Regions from separate parts of the Mus musculus genome. Here regions 1 and 3 are each linked to region 2. A link is a contact called in public promoter capture Hi-C data. All regions are on one chromosome and are shown on one strand. Each heading gives the region's core, a stretch centred on a gene start, on an enhancer-like site or on the middle of the called end of the contact. The rest is flanking DNA. Distances are from core to core; before and after follow the strand shown.

Region 1 (2,700 bases), core at 54-2,553, 520 kb after region 2:
GTTTTCCTCACGGATGTCTGTCTCTAGAGCAGATGGTTAAAGTTTTAACCATCAAAGAACCATTAACTCAGAAGACACTGCAAGGAGAAACCGATGGAAACGCTGGGGCAGTGGTTCTCAGCTGTCCTTATGCTGTGAGCCTGGGATATAGCGCCTCAGGTGCTGACTTCAACCATGAGAGTATTTGCACTGCTACTTTATAACTGCCATTCTGGTACTATCGGAAATCGTAATGTCAGATACCTGATATCCGACCCTGTGAAAGGGTTGTTCAACCTCTGAAGGGGTTGGGACCCACAGGTTGAGAACTACAACTCTAGTGAGACAAATTTCTGTTCCCTCCCATTCAGAGTCACAGTCTCTCTTCCTTTTTCAAACTCAGAGTCTTGTGAATACCAAGAAAGCACCTGACCAGTGAGCTCTTTTGACACTCTCAACGGCACAATTCAGTTTTCCAGAAGGAAAATCTAACAGTCTATGTGATCTAATGATATTAAGAGACCCTGATTGGCCTTAAAAAAAAAAAAAAGTCACACAGTACAATAAATACTAGAAATGCAGCCCTTCAAACTACATTATAATTTCAAGATTCTCTCTTTACTAAATTCTACTTCATTGGGATTGCTACAATTTAATAATGAACTACTCAACTATCCAAAAGGTCAACTTTTCCCCCGGGGTACTGCTCACCTTTATGATGTTAGCACAGAACCGTTCCCACAGTGACAGCTCTCCTTCTTTGATCCATGACATAGTTCTTGCTATGTCAGAAATCACACAAGAACAACAACAACAACAAAAAACAGCCAGATAACCTTGAATAAATGAAAAGAGAGAGAAGTCATCCTTGCTTGCAATAAAACTGACTAAAGAGACTCTGCTGGACTGTGGCAGGCAACACGCGTCTGAATCCAGAGACTGTTCTAATCCGCTCAGGCCTCTACAAGCCAACGGGAGACCTTTGGAGCAAGGTAGTTCCCACTTTCTTATCCTTACGTGCACTGATTTCTTCCAAATATCCTGCCACATCATGGTACCTACATCTTGCTTGGTCAATCCCCACAACTTCCTTCTCTATTGCCCCGCAAACCATTGCTCACTCTAAGCTAACCAATCACTACCCTCCTTGGATGCCGCATCTGTTACCTCAATGGTCACTCTCCCGGCTGGACTTTAGTGTTTCCCGCAGCTAACTCCACATCCAGCTTCCCCTCCTCTGGGTCTCTGTGTTTACTCCCCACCTAGGACGCAGGAGAAGGCGCTTTTCCACCACTCCCGGGCGACTTACGACTTGGCGCTGAAAGAACACGTCACCTCTACGTGATTGGCTCCGCCTCCTCCGTCCGTGGTGGGCGGGGCCGCCCCTGCGTACTCGGGGGCGGAGCGGTGCGAGTTCTTGCGAGTTGGCTATTGGTGGCCGCTCTCGCGGGGCGTGGAAACAGCGCCTGGGAGGCCGAGGTCACGTGAGCCGATACTCCTACCTCTTGGGTCTCCTATTGCAAGCCCTGCACGTTAGGCGAGTTGAGCCTGAGGGATCGAGATGTGTTCGGCCCACGCATTTGCGTGGTCTCAGGTGTTGTGGCAGTTTGTTAGGGAGAGAGGATGCGGTTGCTCCACCTCAAAATTGAGTTTCTCTATGGATGATCGCAGTGCTTATATTATGGGAGACACGGTAATGTCGTATTTTGACAGTCCTCCTACCTCAGTCTCCCCAACTGCTGGGGATATGGACGTAAACCATGGAAGTGAACTGCGTTTATTTAAAAATTTGTCTTGGGCTGGAGAGGTGGCTCAGAGTTTAAGAGTACCGACTGCTCTTCCAGAGGTCCTGAGTTCAATTCCCAGCAACTACATGGTGGCTCACAACCATCTGTAATGGGATCTGATGCCCTCTTCCGATGTGTCTTAAGACAGCGACAGTGTACTCACATACATAAAATTAATCTTTAAAAAAACAAAATTGTCTTAAAAGTGTTCTTTTAGCCGAAACTGATGGCACGTCGTCACTGAACTCAGCACTCAAGGCTGAGGCCATTTGAATTAGTTAATGTCTTTTCTGCTACGTAGTAAATTTAGTCACCCTGATCTAGGGGATACTGTCTCCTCAAAAAATTCTGACGTGTTTTTTTACTTGTCGCCTTTTAATGCTGCTAACGCATCAGAAGGGTTTCTTGCGCTGGTCACTTTTGGGGAGCGATGCAAAGCAACTTTATAATTTGCAGATTCCGAAGACCCACGTTAATGAACTTAGGAGGACAAGTCAGAAAGAGCTTTACTCTTAGGACTTCCAAAACCACAATCCGTAGCATTTGGGAATAGAGCCCTAGTGGTAGAGTTCTTGCCTAGCAGGCTAGAAGCCCTGGGTTCAGTTTCCAGCCCAGTATAAAAAAGCATGGTGGCAGCGAATGCAGGGCAATCAGCAGTTTAGGTCACCTAGGGCGTTTGAGGCTAGCGTGGCCTACACAGGAAAACTCAACCTCAAAACTAAACAAAAATAGAAACAATCTTAAACATACAACAAAACACCATAAGCCACTTGTGGAGAGCTTTGGGGGTCAAGCAAGAACTCAAAAGCATTAGCTGTATAGCTAGTCTGAAGGACTTTTAGATACCTAACAGAACAAACTTGGGCCTGGACTGGGCTTCGGGAAACTTGCCTCCTCAAAAGTATTATCATCATCATCCATTGTCTTGCCTCTT
Region 2 (2,700 bases), core at 160-2,659:
AGGCTCAGAGGGAGAATGTGTCAGGGGCTATGCTGTGGCTTTGTGGTGGCTTGTGTTGGTTTGGGGGCTTGGGGATTAGACCCAGGATCTTGCACTAGGCAAGCATTCCGAGCCACTGAGCCAAATCCATGTGCAGGAGAGTATTATGCCTGGACCTCAAACGCTTTCATCAGTAGCCTCGGGGATCTAGAGTTCAGAGACAACTCAGTCAAAGATCTCATTTTTATTTCCCTCGTTTTGTGGCACCAGAGGTTGAAGCCTGGGTCTCCGGCACACTAGGCGAGCAATTGGTCAGCGCTTTATATCTCCAGCCTGTTGATGTTGTTGTTGACAGGGTCTCACTGTATATCCCCGGCTGACCCAGAACTCAACAGGCAGACAAGGATAACTGAACGTCTTATCCTCCTGCCCACACCACTGGAATGCTGGGGTTACACATCTGGTGGAACACACGGGGCCTCCTCCAGGGGTTTTTAGAGTGGCCTGAGGCTGGGGCCGGCTTTCAGAAAGAAGAAATGTGTGTTCTGGTTTGAGGCAGGTCAAGCTGTGCCCTGACAGAAACTGGGGTATAGTAGCTGTTTCTAAGTCCTGGATTCTTCTTCCCTGTCTTTTAATCCTTAGTCTGCCTTTTAGGAAAATGGAAGGCTACAGAATTTGCTATATTATTATTACGAGAATGACAAGAAAAAAATACTGCGGCGATGAACAGGGCGATTCGATTTCGATTCTCCCTCCTGCCCATGACACATATATTTAAAATCTGAAAAGGAGGAGGGGATAAGATTCAAAAGTAGCAATAAGCCTCGGCCTCTATGATCTGTAGAGAGAAAGAGAAAAAAAATAGTAATATCCATCCCAGAAAAACCCTGGGTGGGCCCAGATGGAGCAAAGAGCTACATAGATCTTTAAACCTCCATCAGGACCATAACTGACACTCACATGCTACATGATGATGGGTAATAACGCCCTCTCTCTAAGCAGATTTCACCTCACCTAAGATGGAACAGGTACGCCAGGCATGCGGTAATTCGAAGGGCCAATCAAAGGAATAAATTAGAAAGCGGCCGGGCCGCCTTGTCAACACGGCAACATTACTCTACACAGACCTCCCTCGACTTCTGCCGCTGGAGGGCGCTGTCCCTCTAAGTCCCGGCAGGCTCGGGCCAATCGCAAGCAGCAGCTTCTTTAAAGACCAAAGGAGGGAATTCGGTCCGAGAGAGGGGGCGGGGAAGGGGCGTGCCTTTCAGCCAATCAGAAACTCCTGAGAGCCAGCGATTCCCTTGCAAAACTGTGTTGGCCCGTGATAGGGGGAGGGACAAGAGGAGGGCATCTCCTGCTGTGTGACAGCTGTGCTGACCAATGGGCGTGCGGCCCGCGGCCTATAAGTGTCAGCTGGGCCCGAGCCGCCTGGCTCTAAGATCTGTTAGTCCTCCCTGCCGTCGGGGGTGTTCCCTGGGTTTGCCTCGCCGCCGCCGGGTCCCCGCACCCCGCCTTGGCCCGTGCACAGCCACTCTCCCTGCCCTCCTCGCCTTCACCATTCCCGGGTTTCTGCCGTCCAGGCACCGGGGCCGGGTGAATGATGCCGTCGGAGAGTGGAGCTGAGAGCCTGGAGCAGCCAGCTGCGCAGGTGGGGACCGGTGCAGCCTCGGCAGTGGCCACGGCTGGGGCGGCCGGCGGCGGCCCGGACCCGGAGGCCTCCTCGGCCTCCCTGGGACGGCACCAGAGTCGGCTGAGCTGGCCACAGGTGAAGCGGCTGGACGCGCTGCTGAAAGAGCCGATCCCCATTCACGGACGAGGCAACTTCCCCACGCTGAGCGTGCAGCCCCAGCAGATCGTGCAGGTGAGGGGGACCCTGGCAGGGTCGGGGGTGGGGTGGTGCTCTGCTGCAAGGTACCTGGAGTCTATGACTGGCCGGGAAGCTAGGGAAACTAAGAAACAGGAACCCGACTACTAGTTCAGCTCTTCCTGCACCCTGCTGAGCTTGCCTGCTTGCCGTTCTGGGGACCTCTTATTCCCTTGGGAACCACTCACCAAGACCCTGGCTGGGAAATGGGGTGGAGATGGAGGAGGCACTAGATGGGACATCGCCCTGGCAGTCGCCAGTGAGGAGGGTGTGTACCTGGTTCCAGAATAGCTTTTCTTCTTCTACCTCACATCCTTGGACCTCCTGCACCCTCAGGGTTCTAGGGCACTCTGCCCTTGTGTTCCCACAACCCTTAGCTCAAGAAGCCTTGGCTAGGTGAAACAGCCCAGAAATTCCTGGGAAAGCTCCCAACCTCCCACGTGTTGCGGCCAGACCGGAGACCTCACCCCTTTGAAGATAGCATCAAATTTCCATTTTAGGGGTTCCTTCTCCCTTAAGGCTAGAATGAAGGCCGGCCCAAGGTTCAGACCCCAAAACACTATCTCCCTCCTGAGGATCAGATTCTGGCAGCTGCCCCCCTCCCCCATCAAACTACAGCTCTTTTAACCTAACCCTGCAAGACCCCAAACTTGCTCTTTCTGCATACAGCCCGAGCACTGTGGAATTCTGAAATACCAGAGGATGCCCGTTCTTATACCCCATTCTAACTGAGGCCTCGGGTGGGAGGGTGAGCTACCTACCAAAGGCTATCCAGTGAGGTGGAGGTCAGGTTCAGGGAGGGAGTCCTGGAGCTCCCCAGGAACAGATGGTATCTGATCAACAGTTCCTCTCCCCCC
Region 3 (2,700 bases), core at 181-2,680, 600 kb before region 2:
AGGCCTAACCCTTCCTGCCTGAAACTTTCTACCTCTCAAATCCTACAGTATACATTTAGATATAAAAGCAAAGTGACAAGCTGGGTGTGGTGGCGTACATTGTTAATCCCAGCACTTGGGAGGCAGAGGCAGGTGGATCTCTAATTTTGAAGCCAGCCTGGTACACAGAGTGAGTTCCAGGATAGTCAGAGCTACAAAAAAACTGTCTCAAAAAGAAAATAAAAGCACAGTGGTAGCTTATGCTTTAAAGCTTAGGACATAACTGCAATTCAGAACTGACTCTACTTATTAACAGTATAGCTAAGCTCACAAAAAAAAAAAAAAAAAAAAAAAACAGAATAATAAACAACACAGATGGTTGTCACCATTTTTAAAGTAAAATTGCTTCTGTTGTTCTGTTTACAGGGCTCTGGGATGATTCTGAAACTCAAAAACAGCCTGTACTTGACTCTAGCTACAGAAGGGAGTTTTAAGGTAAGCAGTTACAAACTGACTTGGCCCAACCCTGCCATCTCTTACTTGGTGTGTAATTGTGGCCAAGAGTAGCTCTCAACGGAGGCAGAAGAGGACATCTTCATGCTTGAAATGGGAAAAACGTTCGCTACAAAGACAACCTAACCTAAAATGTTCCCGGTGCATTCTGTGCCATAAAGCAGCAGTCCTCCCGTCCCTTAAATGCCAGGCACTGACTGACGTCCAGGTTAATTACAGGAAACACAGTGTATTAAGTCACTCGAACGCACGCATTCTCCACTTCCCTTAATTGAAAGTTGCTGATGTCTGAGGACCCAACCGCTGAGCTGAATGTGAACCTAAAGTCGCAACCAAGTAAGCACCCCCTGATCGGAACTGAGGAAAACAAGGTGGGTGGGGAGAGGGGGACGGCGACGACAGGAAAAACTCGGCTGACCACTGCGCCAAGTCAAGACTGCTGCTCACAGTCCTGGAGATGACACACACTCCCTCCCACCATCGGGGCTGTCGGCTCTGTTGACCCCCAACACCGTGAACTCTAACCGCCTAAGACAGGGGTGTGGACCTAAAGGGCCCGAGCCTGGCCGACCCAGGGAAAGGCAGCTCGCCGCGCCCAGAGTGGAGGCTCGCGACGGCCTCAAGGTGTGGCCTGAGCTGCGACCCAGACCGGGCTCCCCGACTTGGCAGCTTCACCACCGTCTGTCCCTCAGGCCGCCCCCAGCTCCCGGCTGGGTCCCCTCGCTCACTGGCTTGGCTGATCCGCTGGATGTTGCCACTGCATGTCTGGATGATGCTGTTGAAGTCCCGGGGCTGAGGCCCCGACGGCCCGGGGTTCCGATACATGTCTAAGGGACCGTAGGACATGACAGTGAGCAGAGACCGGGTCGCGCTTCGCGGCGCTCCTACCGGAAGCTGCCACTGACCGGGCCCAGCAGCTGAGAGGAAAACCGGGAAGAGAAAGGGCGGGGAAGGGACCGCGACTGCGTGCGCACTGACCCCCCGCCCATCGCGGTGCGCATGCGCGCGCTCCGCCCCATCCTGCAGTGCGCGTGTGCGGCTGGAATTGGCGGTGGGTCGTCTCTTGAGAGTTTTCGAACTGCTGGCGGTGAGCGTTCTCGCAAGACCCGACTCCTCCAGCTGTGAAGCCAGTACAGGACCGGACTTCTTCAGCCTGTCGTCTACAGACGGCGCGCCCCGCATTCCACGACCTTCCGGCCGCCAACACGCTCATCCGCATCCTGCTGCTCCCGCATCCTGCCGCTCCCGCATCCTGCTGCTCCGCGCGGCACTGTTGTTCAGGCACCCAGCAAGTTCTTGCTTTTCCAACCCATGTCAAAATCGAGGTGAATGCATGAGCATGGAATGGGACCAGTACACGTGCAGTTGTACCCGACAGGATTCGATGGTGAAAACTGTTCAACACCTAAATTTCTAGCAAGAATAAAGTTACTACTGAAACCATCCGCCAATACGGTGTGCCCCGTGCTTACCCACTTCAAGGGATTCTGGGACATTGTTGATTAACATTTCCTTCCTTTGAGGTCAGGCTGGTATACAGGGTGAGTTCCAGGACAGCCAAGGTTACATAGAGAAACCCTGTCTCGGAAAACCCACTCACACTCCAAACAAATAAAAACCATTCCCTTCCTGCGGAATTCAGTCATGAGATATGTTGCCAGCCAGATGGCATTTGATTGACAGCCCACCAACTTACAATGTGCACCACACCTACGAAAACTGGGCACCCTTCTCCAACCTCTCCTACTACATCAGAGCCTCTCCTCCTGTAACAGATGACTGCCTGACTCCCATCCTGTGAAAGGGAAGAAGAGGGTTTCTGATTCAAAAGATTATGGGGAAAATTCTAAGAAAAAAATTCATCCTTGACCCCCAGGGCTCGAATATGATATTCACATTCTTCGGCCAGCAATTCACCCACCAGTATCTCAAGACAGACCAGAAACAAGGACATATATTCACTAGAGGGCTGGGCCATGGAGTGGACATATAAGCCATGTTTATGGTAAAACTCCAGATAGACAGCATAAACTGCTCCTTTGCTTTCTCTTTTAATTATTTATTTTTATGCTCATTGGTCTTTTGCCTGTACCTGTGAGGGTGACAGAGCCCCTGGACCTGGAGTTACAGAGAGCTGTGAGCTGCCATGTGAATGCTGGGAATTGAACCTGTGTCCTCTGGAAGAGCAGCCAGTGTTCTTAACTGCAG

What was found. Promoter capture Hi-C pulls out the DNA fragments that hold promoters and counts their contacts.
Region 1: a promoter capture Hi-C map of liver shows a contact between it and region 2, with 2.1 times the contacts expected there. The contact joins the promoter of Dhdds here to the promoter of Tent5b in region 2. A contact is called at or near these places in 1 of 39 promoter capture datasets (liver), 1 of 115 datasets of contacts at active chromatin or transcription factors (bone marrow-derived macrophages) and 1 of 9 other capture datasets (liver).
Region 3: a contact with region 2 is called in a promoter capture Hi-C map of liver, with 2.0 times the contacts expected there. The contact joins the promoter of Stx12 here to the promoter of Tent5b in region 2. A contact is called at or near these places in 2 of 39 promoter capture datasets (embryonic stem cells and liver).

What each region holds. Positions count from the first base shown.
Region 1 is chr4:133,999,579-134,002,278 of GRCm38.p6, forward strand. It overlaps Dhdds (dehydrodolichyl diphosphate synthase), which reads right to left and starts at 1,304. Exons shown (of 9, transcript NM_001362959.1): 1 at 1,147-1,304; 2 at 691-815. The coding sequence starts at 753.
Region 2 is chr4:133,478,724-133,481,423 of GRCm38.p6, forward strand. It overlaps Tent5b (terminal nucleotidyltransferase 5B), which reads left to right and starts at 1,410. Exons shown (of 2, transcript NM_175307.6): 1 at 1,410-1,840. The coding sequence starts at 1,577.
Region 3 is chr4:132,883,028-132,885,727 of GRCm38.p6, forward strand. It overlaps Stx12 (syntaxin 12), which reads right to left and starts at 1,431. Exons shown (of 9, transcript NM_133887.4): 1 at 1,221-1,431. The coding sequence starts at 1,338. It also overlaps the pseudogene Gm13033.